Regions from separate parts of the Mus musculus genome. Here all the other regions are linked to region 3. A link is a contact called in public HiChIP or PLAC-seq and Micro-C data. All regions are on one chromosome and are shown on one strand. Each heading gives the region's core, a stretch centred on a gene start, on an enhancer-like site or on the middle of the called end of the contact. The rest is flanking DNA. Distances are from core to core; before and after follow the strand shown. Region 1 overlaps Vit (vitrin). Region 2 overlaps Vit (vitrin). Region 3 holds the start of Fez2 (fasciculation and elongation protein zeta 2 (zygin II)).

Evidence for each region. A called contact is a pair of places that touch in the nucleus more often than the background predicts. HiChIP or PLAC-seq counts read pairs in DNA pulled down with a chosen protein or histone mark.
Region 1: a Micro-C map of stem cell-derived neurons shows a contact between it and region 3, with 5 times the contacts expected there. The contact joins the enhancer-like site here to the promoter of Fez2 in region 3. A contact is called at or near these places in 2 of 39 promoter capture datasets (the 3T3-L1 cell line and hematopoietic stem and progenitor cells), 1 of 15 datasets of contacts at CTCF or cohesin (the NIH/3T3 cell line), 4 of 484 Hi-C or Micro-C datasets (cerebellar granule neurons, muscle stem cells, palatal mesenchyme and 1 more) and 3 of 115 datasets of contacts at active chromatin or transcription factors (differentiating embryonic stem cells, extraembryonic endoderm stem cells and trophoblast stem cells).
Region 2: a contact with region 3 is called in an H3K27ac HiChIP or PLAC-seq map of extraembryonic endoderm stem cells. The contact joins the enhancer-like site here to the promoter of Fez2 in region 3. A contact is called at or near these places in 2 of 39 promoter capture datasets (the 3T3-L1 cell line and hematopoietic stem and progenitor cells), 1 of 15 datasets of contacts at CTCF or cohesin (the NIH/3T3 cell line), 3 of 484 Hi-C or Micro-C datasets (cerebellar granule neurons, erythroblasts and nephron progenitors), 3 of 115 datasets of contacts at active chromatin or transcription factors (embryonic fibroblasts, extraembryonic endoderm stem cells and trophoblast stem cells) and 1 of 9 other capture datasets (adipose tissue).

Annotation. Positions count from the first base shown.
Region 1 is chr17:78,600,032-78,603,336 of GRCm38.p6, reverse strand. Vit (vitrin) reads right to left here. Exons shown (of 14, transcript NM_028813.2): 9 at 1,431-1,493. Among named protein-coding and RNA genes, the nearest start is that of Gm32573, 13 kb to the right of the region's middle. Within about 2 kb of position 1,511, at least 32 of the 459 cell types and tissues checked have an H3K27ac peak or open chromatin away from gene starts, as enhancers often do. A contact at or near this core is called in stem cell-derived neurons, where this site is marked.
Region 2 is chr17:78,579,295-78,582,202 of GRCm38.p6, reverse strand. Vit (vitrin) reads right to left here. Exons shown (of 14, transcript NM_028813.2): 6 at 2,772-2,849. The region is part of intron 1 of Gm32573 (a long non-coding RNA gene); the gene reads left to right. Among named protein-coding and RNA genes, the nearest start is that of Gm32573, 7.5 kb to the left of the region's middle. Within about 2 kb of position 1,517, at least 6 of the 459 cell types and tissues checked have an H3K27ac peak or open chromatin away from gene starts, as enhancers often do. A contact at or near this core is called in extraembryonic endoderm stem cells, where this site is marked.
Region 3 is chr17:78,416,653-78,419,766 of GRCm38.p6, reverse strand. Fez2 (fasciculation and elongation protein zeta 2 (zygin II)) reads left to right here and starts at 1,615. Exons shown (of 8, transcript NM_199448.3): 1 at 1,615-1,934. The coding sequence starts at 1,684.

The DNA.
Region 1 (3,305 bases), core at 262-2,761, 180 kb before region 3:
GAAAGGTCAGATGTGTGGTGTCTCAAGGAATCGACACGCTGCTAATAATTCTGTGCTACCGCTCTCTGCAATGTAGTTCTATAGATAAACTCATGCTTTGGGCTATAGAACGCACCAGGTCCATGTTTTGTAACTTTGGATGATAGCTATCAGAGGCACGCCCAGGTCACAGGTGTTAGAAAGTTCCCACAAAATAACCCGCGAGCCACTCTCAAGGACCACTGGTAACTATGGCTGCAGGATCAGTCAGTGGGTCTGGGATGGAGGCTCTTGTTTCTACCTTTGTTTCAGCTGCCTAGTGGCAGCTTTAGGTCGATTTGTAGGTGCTCTCTTTGGTATGTTGGAAGAGACTACACTTCTCCGCCTTCCCTCTCTCCCCAGTCCCTCCTCTGATACTCGCAGGCGTTTTCTCCCCTGCCTAGCGAGGCTCATCATATGTGCGCCTTCTGTTTGGTTTCAACCTTATCTACATTCCATTTACCAGATACATAATAGAGTCTCTGCTTTGAACCACACAGTTCATCTTCCAACTCTAAATGTTTTTAAGGCATTTTAATACCCATTTAACATTCTTTCTTCTCTTTAATTTGACGAAGAAAGACAGAATATGTATAGTCACTGTCATCTTCCTCCCCGACTCTGAATTTCAGACTGAAGCGTCCCATCTCGTCCAAGTTTTAGATCTTGCTATTGGGCTGAATATCTCACGGCAAATGACAGGCATAGACAGCCTTCCTGTCCCCAACCCTGGTCCGACCTGTGTTCCTCACCACAGTGACATTTATCTAGTCACACAAGTCATTTTTTTTTTTACAGTATGAATTAGATCTATGCGTTTACCGAGTGTGTGTGTGGGAGGGCATGACGATGTCACGGCGCAGCGTGTAGATCAGAGGAAGCCCCGGAGCACCGTGGGTGGAACCCAGGCCGTTAGGCTTTGCAACAAAAGCCTTTGCCAGCCAAGTGGCCTCCAGATGTCATCTTTAACTGTCCTGTCTCCTGCCCCACTCCAAACTTATAGATTCTTCCTCTTCTATCTTTCTTGACTCTACCAGTTTCTCTAATTTCTGGTTAACTCCAAGGCCTGGCTTTTCTGACTCCCATGGTACTCCACCCCTGACGATCAGCCCGTCAATCCTTTTCATCCACCCTTCCTGCCCCCACATCTCTTCCCAGTCTTCGCCCTGTTGCCATGGTGACTTACAAAACCAAAAAAAAAAAACCCAAAAAACCCTTGATCCTCTACCCCTCATACATATACTTTAAATCCTTCAAAAGCTCTCCATTCTCCTTAGAACAAAGTGTCAGAAGGTAGAAGCTCAATAGCTGTGCGGTAGGAGAGAGGTGGGTCTGAGTGAAAGTCAGTACGCAGAGGAGAGGAGAGAGATGTTCAAACCACCCCGGGGTCCCCAGCTCTTCAGTTAACTCACTTGGATCTCCCTGCGGCACTGGCTCCGAAGACTGTGTGCTGAGTTCTTCTTTTGGCACAAATCCTGGAAAGAGAAGCAAAAGCTGCTGTGATTTCCAAGCTTTGGAAGCGCCTGGCCTTACCCCCAGAGAACGGGACAGAGCGGACATTCATACCCAGCTCTGGGTCTTGGCTTCCAGCTGCCTCTTCTCTACCCAGGGCCCATCCTGAGGAACCTAAGTACCGACAGCCCGCCCAAGGGTGCTGTTGGGTCTTCAGGGGGCTCTGTTCCGCTCTCGTTTTAATTCGTTCTATCTGAGTTCTGGTTTATTTATGTGAAAACATTACAGATGTGTAGGTATAAATGATTATTCTCTAAAATTCTGAAAAATTTGAGGTCAGGAGAAGTGAGTTTGTCTCGTCCAAAGCTTTCCTCTGCTCAGTACCTATGGGTCTTTGGCTAAATTTGGGTGACAGAGGCACTAAACAAAGACGTTTAGTTAGATGTGTGAGGGCGATCTGGAAAAGGTTGTGTGGGCCCCAGAGAGGAACACAGTTCAAGTAGAAGGGCAGAGAAGACAGCCTCTCGCCCCCAGCACCTTAAGGCTGGAGACAGAGATACACAATGCTCATGTTTGGAGAGGTTGTATGAGGGTGAGGTTCAGCTAGGCAGGGGTGGGGCCGCTTGTTAGGGCTGGGCACACAGAGGGTGACAATAAGCACGGATCTCTTAGGATAGCTGTGACCAGCGAGTTTCTCAGAGGCAGCAAACATGTGCAGGAAACAGTTTTCAGGAGGCCTAGTTCTGGAAGTTTCCAGCAGTGGGAACAGGTGTGGAAGTGAGCTCTCTCTCTCTCTCTCTCTCTCTCTCTCTCTCTCTCTCTTTCTCTCTCTCTCTCTCTCAGTGTGATTTCATTTTCCTGTTAAAGGTCAGCCAGCTCTCCATACCTCCTCACGTCATTTGGAAATACTCTTTTGGTGTCTAACGGTATTTCTCAGCCAGATGCTTTGCAAGGACATGTCTCAATGCTCTACTATAGTGTGTGTGTGTGTGTGTGTGTGTGTGTGTGTGTACTTAGTGCTAAGTTTAGAGGTTGGTCTTTCGTATCCCTGTCTCACCTTGCTTCGAAGGCTTTGTTAGAGGGTCAAATATTGAATGTGGTATTCAGTTAAACACACACACACACACACACACACATTGATGAGAATGGAAAACGTCATACCATGTTCCTTCCTTCCTTCCTTCCTTCCTTCCTTCCTTCCTTCCTTCCTTCCTTCCTTCCTTCCTTCCTTCCTTCCTTCCTTCCTTTCTTTCTTTCTTTCTTTCTTTCTTTCTTTCTTTCTTTCTTTCTTTCTTTCTTCCTTCCTTCCTCTCTCTCTCTCTCCCTCTCTCTCTCTCTCTCTCTCTCTTTGTTTTTTGTTTTGTTTGTTTGTTTGTTTTGAGACAGGGTAGACCAGGCTGGCCTTGAACTCATAAATCTACCTGCCTCTGCTTCCCAAGTGCTGGAATTAAAGGCATGCGCCACCACACCCGGCTTCTCTCTTTCTTTTTTAAAATTTTTATTTAAAATTTTAATTTAAACTTTTAAGACAACGTCTTACTAGGTAGCCTTGGTTGGTCTGGAGCTCACTATGTAGACCAGCCTGGCCCCAAACTCACAGAAATTCACCTGCATTAGCCACCTGAGTGCTGGGACTAAAGGCATGCAGCACCGCCAGGCAGCCCTTCTGAATACCATTCTCACAGAAGCAGACGTTAATAAAGAACTTCAGTGCGTGCTGCCAGGAGAAGCGAGGGTCTAAACCCATCTTGCAGTGAAATCACATACTCCAGCCTTTGCCTTCTCTTTCCCTTTTGGGAAACCAATATTGCCCAGGTATCCTTAGGAAAGTTTGG
Region 2 (2,908 bases), core at 268-2,767, 160 kb before region 3:
TCTACTTCTTTTCTCTTTTGCTCACTAAAGGATTTCTTTCTTTTTACTTAGCAACGAGGCCATTCTTTCATAGCTCTCACTGGAATATCATGTATAAATTAGTAAGAACTTGCCCCGTGTGGACACGTCCTTTAAAGACAGAATGAGACCCCACACATCCCTTTGATATTGGCATGCGCATTATTTAGCTTGGGTCTGGCCCACAGAAGGGCCTCAGTACCTGTGAGCGGATGGATGGATGAAGAAGAAATGTGCAAGGACAAGTGTGAATGTTCTAGAAATAAGGAACAGACAATAACACCTGGTGATATGTCCCAGGAGGTTGAGGAGGTATGGTAATGGGGACAGGTGACAACAGCAATGGCTGTGTTTTAACACTGGGACTTTTGCATACTTTATAGATTTAAGTTGAGGTGGGAGGGGCACAAATACCCCATGACTCACCACACTACAGATACTACATAGGCATATAGACAAGGGTTTGGTGTGTGAAGGCAATTCAGTTCTGCCAAGGCTGGTGTAGATAAGGGGAGCTTTGGACCGGCCTCTACTACCTGGGGCTTCAAAATCTGAAGCAGCATCTCTTACCTACCCTGGTTCCCTGCTCTCTTCTCACAACAGTTACCTGGTTTAGGATGCCGCAACCCATCAGCCTCTAAGGAACCACTTATAGCCAATCACACCCTTGGGCAAGTGGCTAAACTCTTCTTTATCTGAAACCTGGAAGATACTGCCTCAGGCTCTTGCAGTTCAGAGATCTGGCACAGAGAGGAGTCAGAGCTGTGGTCATTGGATGTTGTGTGCCCCCGCCCCCCTTTTGTGCATCCTCAGCTTTTAGGTTTGGATTGAGGGATGAAGCCAGAGGACCTGAAAACTACTTTGTATGCCAGATAATTTGTCTGAGCTTTCCATGCTGGCGACCATTCCAGGTTAATCTGCACGGTGACCACACCCAAGTCTCCCCAGGCAGTGAGCTGGAAGAAAAGGACCAAGAAAAAAACATAGGGAGAGGCCAGGAGCCATGCTTGTGTGGGGTTGCTTAGGTGACAGTGTGTGTCCTTCTTTCCTCCTGTCTCCCCAAGCCTCAAGAACTGGTAAAGATGGCCGACCCATTTCCTGCCAGTCTTTCTGAGGTAGAACAGTCACAGGTATATCCTAGACCTGTGGAGAGGATTTTGCAGAGGCACTAGGGTAGTATTCTGGAAGGCTAGAGGCACTTTCCCCTCAGAATAAAAAGGGAGAGAGGGTCTTGCTCGACACATGTATCTGAAGTCAGAGGCTTACTTGGCTCTGGCAACTCTCTACACGTGAGATCTCTGAGGTCATCAGTGCCATTAAGACACCCCAGGGCCAAAGACCCTCAACAGCTACAGGCAGAGTGAGAAAGAGGGTAACCTCACCTCAGACTCAGGACTGCCTCAGGGCAGTCCAGAGAGAAAGAAGCCCAGGGTTCTGAGTGCAGAGACTGCTGGTTCCTGGGCTGGTATGCCAGGAATGGCAGAAAGGGATGGGGACAGGACGATAGTAGCCGCGATAAAACAGAAAGCAGTTATCTACACAATTCACCTATTCAGAAATCACCATAGGGGCAGAGGAGGTAAACTTGGGCGAAGTAGAAACTATCAGGAGGCTTTGCCACTCCTTCTTTGTGTCCTCACCAAAAGAAGACAGGGCTGATCTCAGATCTGATTCTTAAGGTGAGGAACAGGACAGCTATGTGCTTGCAACTCAGTAAGTATGTCACGATCACATCTGTGATCAAAGTGTCACTGAAGGTATAGGTGAAGCATTGACAAGCTGTCAACCCAACAACAAGTATGCTTGTAAAGGCTCGTCGGGTATAGCATAGTCACTTAGAGAGCGGTGTTTGGAGCCACACTGTCTGTGTCTGACTCTCGGCTTCGCTACTTCCTTGCTGTTTGTCAGCAAAAATTTACACAACTTCTCTAAGCTGTGTTTTCTGCAAAACTGTGCCTTAGGGCGAAGAACAGGGCATCTTGGTAGTAATTTGGCCTGACTAAAAAAAACTACTTATCTTGTCACAGTGGCTCACACACAGCAAATATTTAAGAAACGCCAGCTCTTGAAATTCCAGAGCTATGTCCAGCCTACATCCATGAGCAGAACATGAACCAAGTCCACTCACCGCCATGTTTCTGGAATGCCAAGCTCCGTGAGAGAGCAACTGTGTGAGAAATCAAAGCACCTCTTAAGAGAACACCAGGGAGGGCACTGTTCTGGATTTAGCATGGAAACTTGGGAAGAGGAATTTCTTAGTCTCTGCCCTCCCGAGGAGGCTGCCTTGGCTAAGCCCCAGAGATGTGTGTTTTGCACTGATTCAGATTCATTGCTTTGATTGCTTGCTGTTAGTGGATAAGGCTCACCGTCCCCTCTCCTTCCTGCCCTCCCTTTGCTTTATGGCCAAGCAGAGGCATCCTTTTCCCTTTTAGTTGCCGGGAAACGCTTCTAGGCATAAGGTCTGATCACGGTCTAAAGTAACAATACCATAAAATTCAAGGCCACAGTCATACCGAATGGAAACGACACAAATACAGACAATATCGAATCGTGAGAACAACAACAGGAAAACATCCCACTCCCAAGCCACGCTGTCTGATCGCATCGATTGAGGTGCCAGGTTCCTGGCATTGATTAAAGAAAGCAACATGAAGGTCAGCGGAGCTTGACTGGGTAAGATGTTATTTTCCATATCATCTTCTAGAATGCAACATTGCGTGCTCATCTTGGATGAAATAACACATGGCACTTGCCTGCTTTAGCAGCTGCAGTTTTCGATGATGAATATGTAAGAGTCGATGGGTAGGCTACACCCTTTTGGGGCTTACTTTCTGCAAAAGAAAAAAAGAAAGGAAGAAAGGAAGAAAGGAAGAAAGGAAGAAAGAAAGAA
Region 3 (3,114 bases), core at 366-2,865:
AATTTAGTTTAAGTTAAAACTTTACAAAAATCTTTTCCCTCTCAGCTCCCCCGGCCCCTAAATTCATGGCCTAATTTTCTTTAACTACCACTGGCACATGTACAAACTAACCTTTCTTAATCTATCAAGTGAGGAAACTCCTTCACACATGATCATTTTCATAAAGGTCTCTAGGAGCTGGTAGGAAGTAAAATAGGTATAAAGTAGATAAGTTTGAGTGAAGCCAACGTACAAAATTAGGCTCTATGGAGTGATAAAGGAGGCCGGCTTCCTCCTCAGGGGGCCCCTGGTGATGGACTGTGTAAACCCGAAGCTGGTGCTTTGGTTCAAGCTAGAAGTTAGCTGAAGGGAGCAGCCTGTCAGGAAGGAGAAGAAGTGCTGACAGGACATACTGAGTGAAGGGGCGAGGGAACAGAAACTTGAAACTGGGTAGTTTCTAAGAAAGGCTGAGTCAAAGAGTCTAGAGAAAGGCTGGGTGGAAGAGCATGGTACCACAACATGGCAGAAATGGGTCTCCTGTTGAATGTCTTCTTACATTCTACCACTTAACACTTCCTTTTACCCAAGGAGGGGCAGGTATTGTTTGCAAGGAAATTCATTGGGCATTTTGTATTTAATTATATATAAAACGAGCTCACTGGATTGAGTTGCCCAATAAATTTTTATACAATTCCTGAGTAGACACTATATATGTATATATATATATATATACATATATATTCCCTTTTAAAATGTACTTTTCTCTCATACAATCCCTTTGACTGCAGTTCCCCCTCCCTCAACTCCTCCCAGTTACCCCCTTCCCCCTCTTCCCCAGCTGCATTGCTCCTCTGTTTTATAACATTTTATAATATATTATTGAAAGATGTTTCACCCACCTGAATGACACATTTGAAGGAATAATGATTCTGTCTATTATTGGGCATTTACTGCATCTGCCTACTTTCCTTGATTTTTGTTGTAGTTAAATGCATGTGATAAAACTATAATCCTAGCCATCTTCAGGGTACAGTGTATATGGCATACAACAATCACTGCTCTTTACCTTCATGGATAATTTTATTTTGCAAATAAACAAACAAATAAGAAGCTAGGTCTATGAAAAGAAAGCTTTCCATACCTCAGCCATGCTTTTACAAGATTTAATTTTCATTAAATTTTAAAGGTCGGGCTACAGTAATGAAGAAGTGACCATGCATAGCAAGCAGGTGAGTATTTATTGTTGAGGCATTTTCTAAGTACTTTGAGCATATTCACTCACATAATTATTAGCAAGCATGCGTTTTGCACATGGGAGAGATGTATTTGTGGAATGGATTTTGGTACCAAGCAAACATTTCCCAGTAAATCTTGTCAATCTAGATGGAGTGTTAGAAATGTTCCTATGGGGCAAAAATCTGACAGTAAGTAGGTTTAAAGAAGTCTTCCTTTTAGCCACTTTTAGACAGGGACACTGAGGGAAGTTGTTTCTAAATGCTCAAGAACATCGGAAGTGACTCAACTCGGTTAAGGTCTTCCAGAAGACTCAGGAAGGGAAGACTTTAAAGTCAGCTTGGGTCTCCGCTCAACCAAGAGCTGGAGGACAAGGGGCGTGGCCTCAAGTGGGCGGGCACCGTTGGGGCGTGGCCTGGAAGCGACAGGGCGTGGCTGTCTGACCGGGGCGGGGCGCCGGCAGCGGGCGCGATGGCGGCTGACGGGGACTGGCAGGATTTCTATGAGTTCCAGGAGCCGGCCGGGAGTGTCCAGGAACAGGAGAACTGTAACGCGAGCCCGGAGGCTGGCGCGGGGGCACACGCGGGCGGCGACAGCTTCCCGGCGCTGGCTTCCAGCCTGGAGGAGAAGCTGAGCCTGTGCTTCCGCCCCACGTCGGAGGCCGAGCCCCCACGGGCGGCCGTGCGGCCCATCACGGAGTGCAGCCTCCTGCAAGGGGACGAGTGAGTGCGGGCCCCGGAGCGGGCGGGCGGGCGGGAGCGGCCCCAACCTCGCCCTGCCCCCGCCGCAGCCGGGAGTCCCCACAGGCCCCGCCCCGCGCCCTCCTTCTTCCTCGGTCGCTCTGAGCCCCGCCCCGGGGCTGCCGGCCTGGCCCTGGAGTTTAAATGCCCGCTGTTGCCCTGCCTTCCTTCCCCTTGAACCCTCCTGCAGACCCCTGTGTGCTTCCTTGTGGAGACCCTGCCTCCTGGGGCACGTGTGGCTCAGTTCATTCATTCAACTCGCTTTTCTTAAAGCCCCTGTCATGGGGCCTGGCACTGGGGATGCCGAAGTGGGCATTGCTCCTCTCAAGTAGGACACAAAGTGGGATGGGACATAGGTTGGTTAAGCACATGTTTTCCGAGTGTAATGAGTACTTTGATAGGTATTTGTACCGGATACGGGAGATTTCAAAGGGGATGTCCGAATGAAGACTTTATAGCCGCTAACTGAATCCTTGATGGAGATCTGGGAGTTAGGCAGAGTGCAGAGGTGTGAGTTACCATTGAAGTTATAGAAGTCTCTTGGGCCCACAAGAACAAACTGTCACAGAGGCAAAAAGTAAATGGTAGCCCTTACTAATGATATCTAATAGTGTATCCAGAAGACCAGTGCACAGCAGCAATGGCTCCCGTTTTCTCTGTGATTAGCTTCAGTGTGATGACATTCACAGGGGTTGATGAAAGCGCTTTATTCAGACACTTTTAAACCCAATTATTGTTTGTTTACACGAGAGTTGTAATTATGTACCGCATCTTTTCGTGAAAATCTAGCCAAAAGAATGGTGCGAGCCAGTGAGCTCGAGTGTTTTGTTTGCAGGGTGAGTGGAGACCCTAAGAGTACTGGCCCTCTTGGAAGGTGATGGGTAGGACCCGTTTCCAGAACATTGGGAACACAATGGTGGCCGGAGACACTACATGTTAGTGAGGAGAATTGAAACAACAGCATTTTTTATTACATCTTAATAATTTTGTGTGAGTACTTGTGTGATTGTGGACGGGTAAAGCAAGCCTGTCAGACGCATCCTTGGAGTCAGACCACTTGTACAGTCAGCTTCTCTCTCTCTCTCTCTCTCTCTCTCTCTCTCTTTTTTTTTTTTTTTTTTTTTTACAGATCCCAGGTCTCCGGGGTCATTGGTCTTGCTTG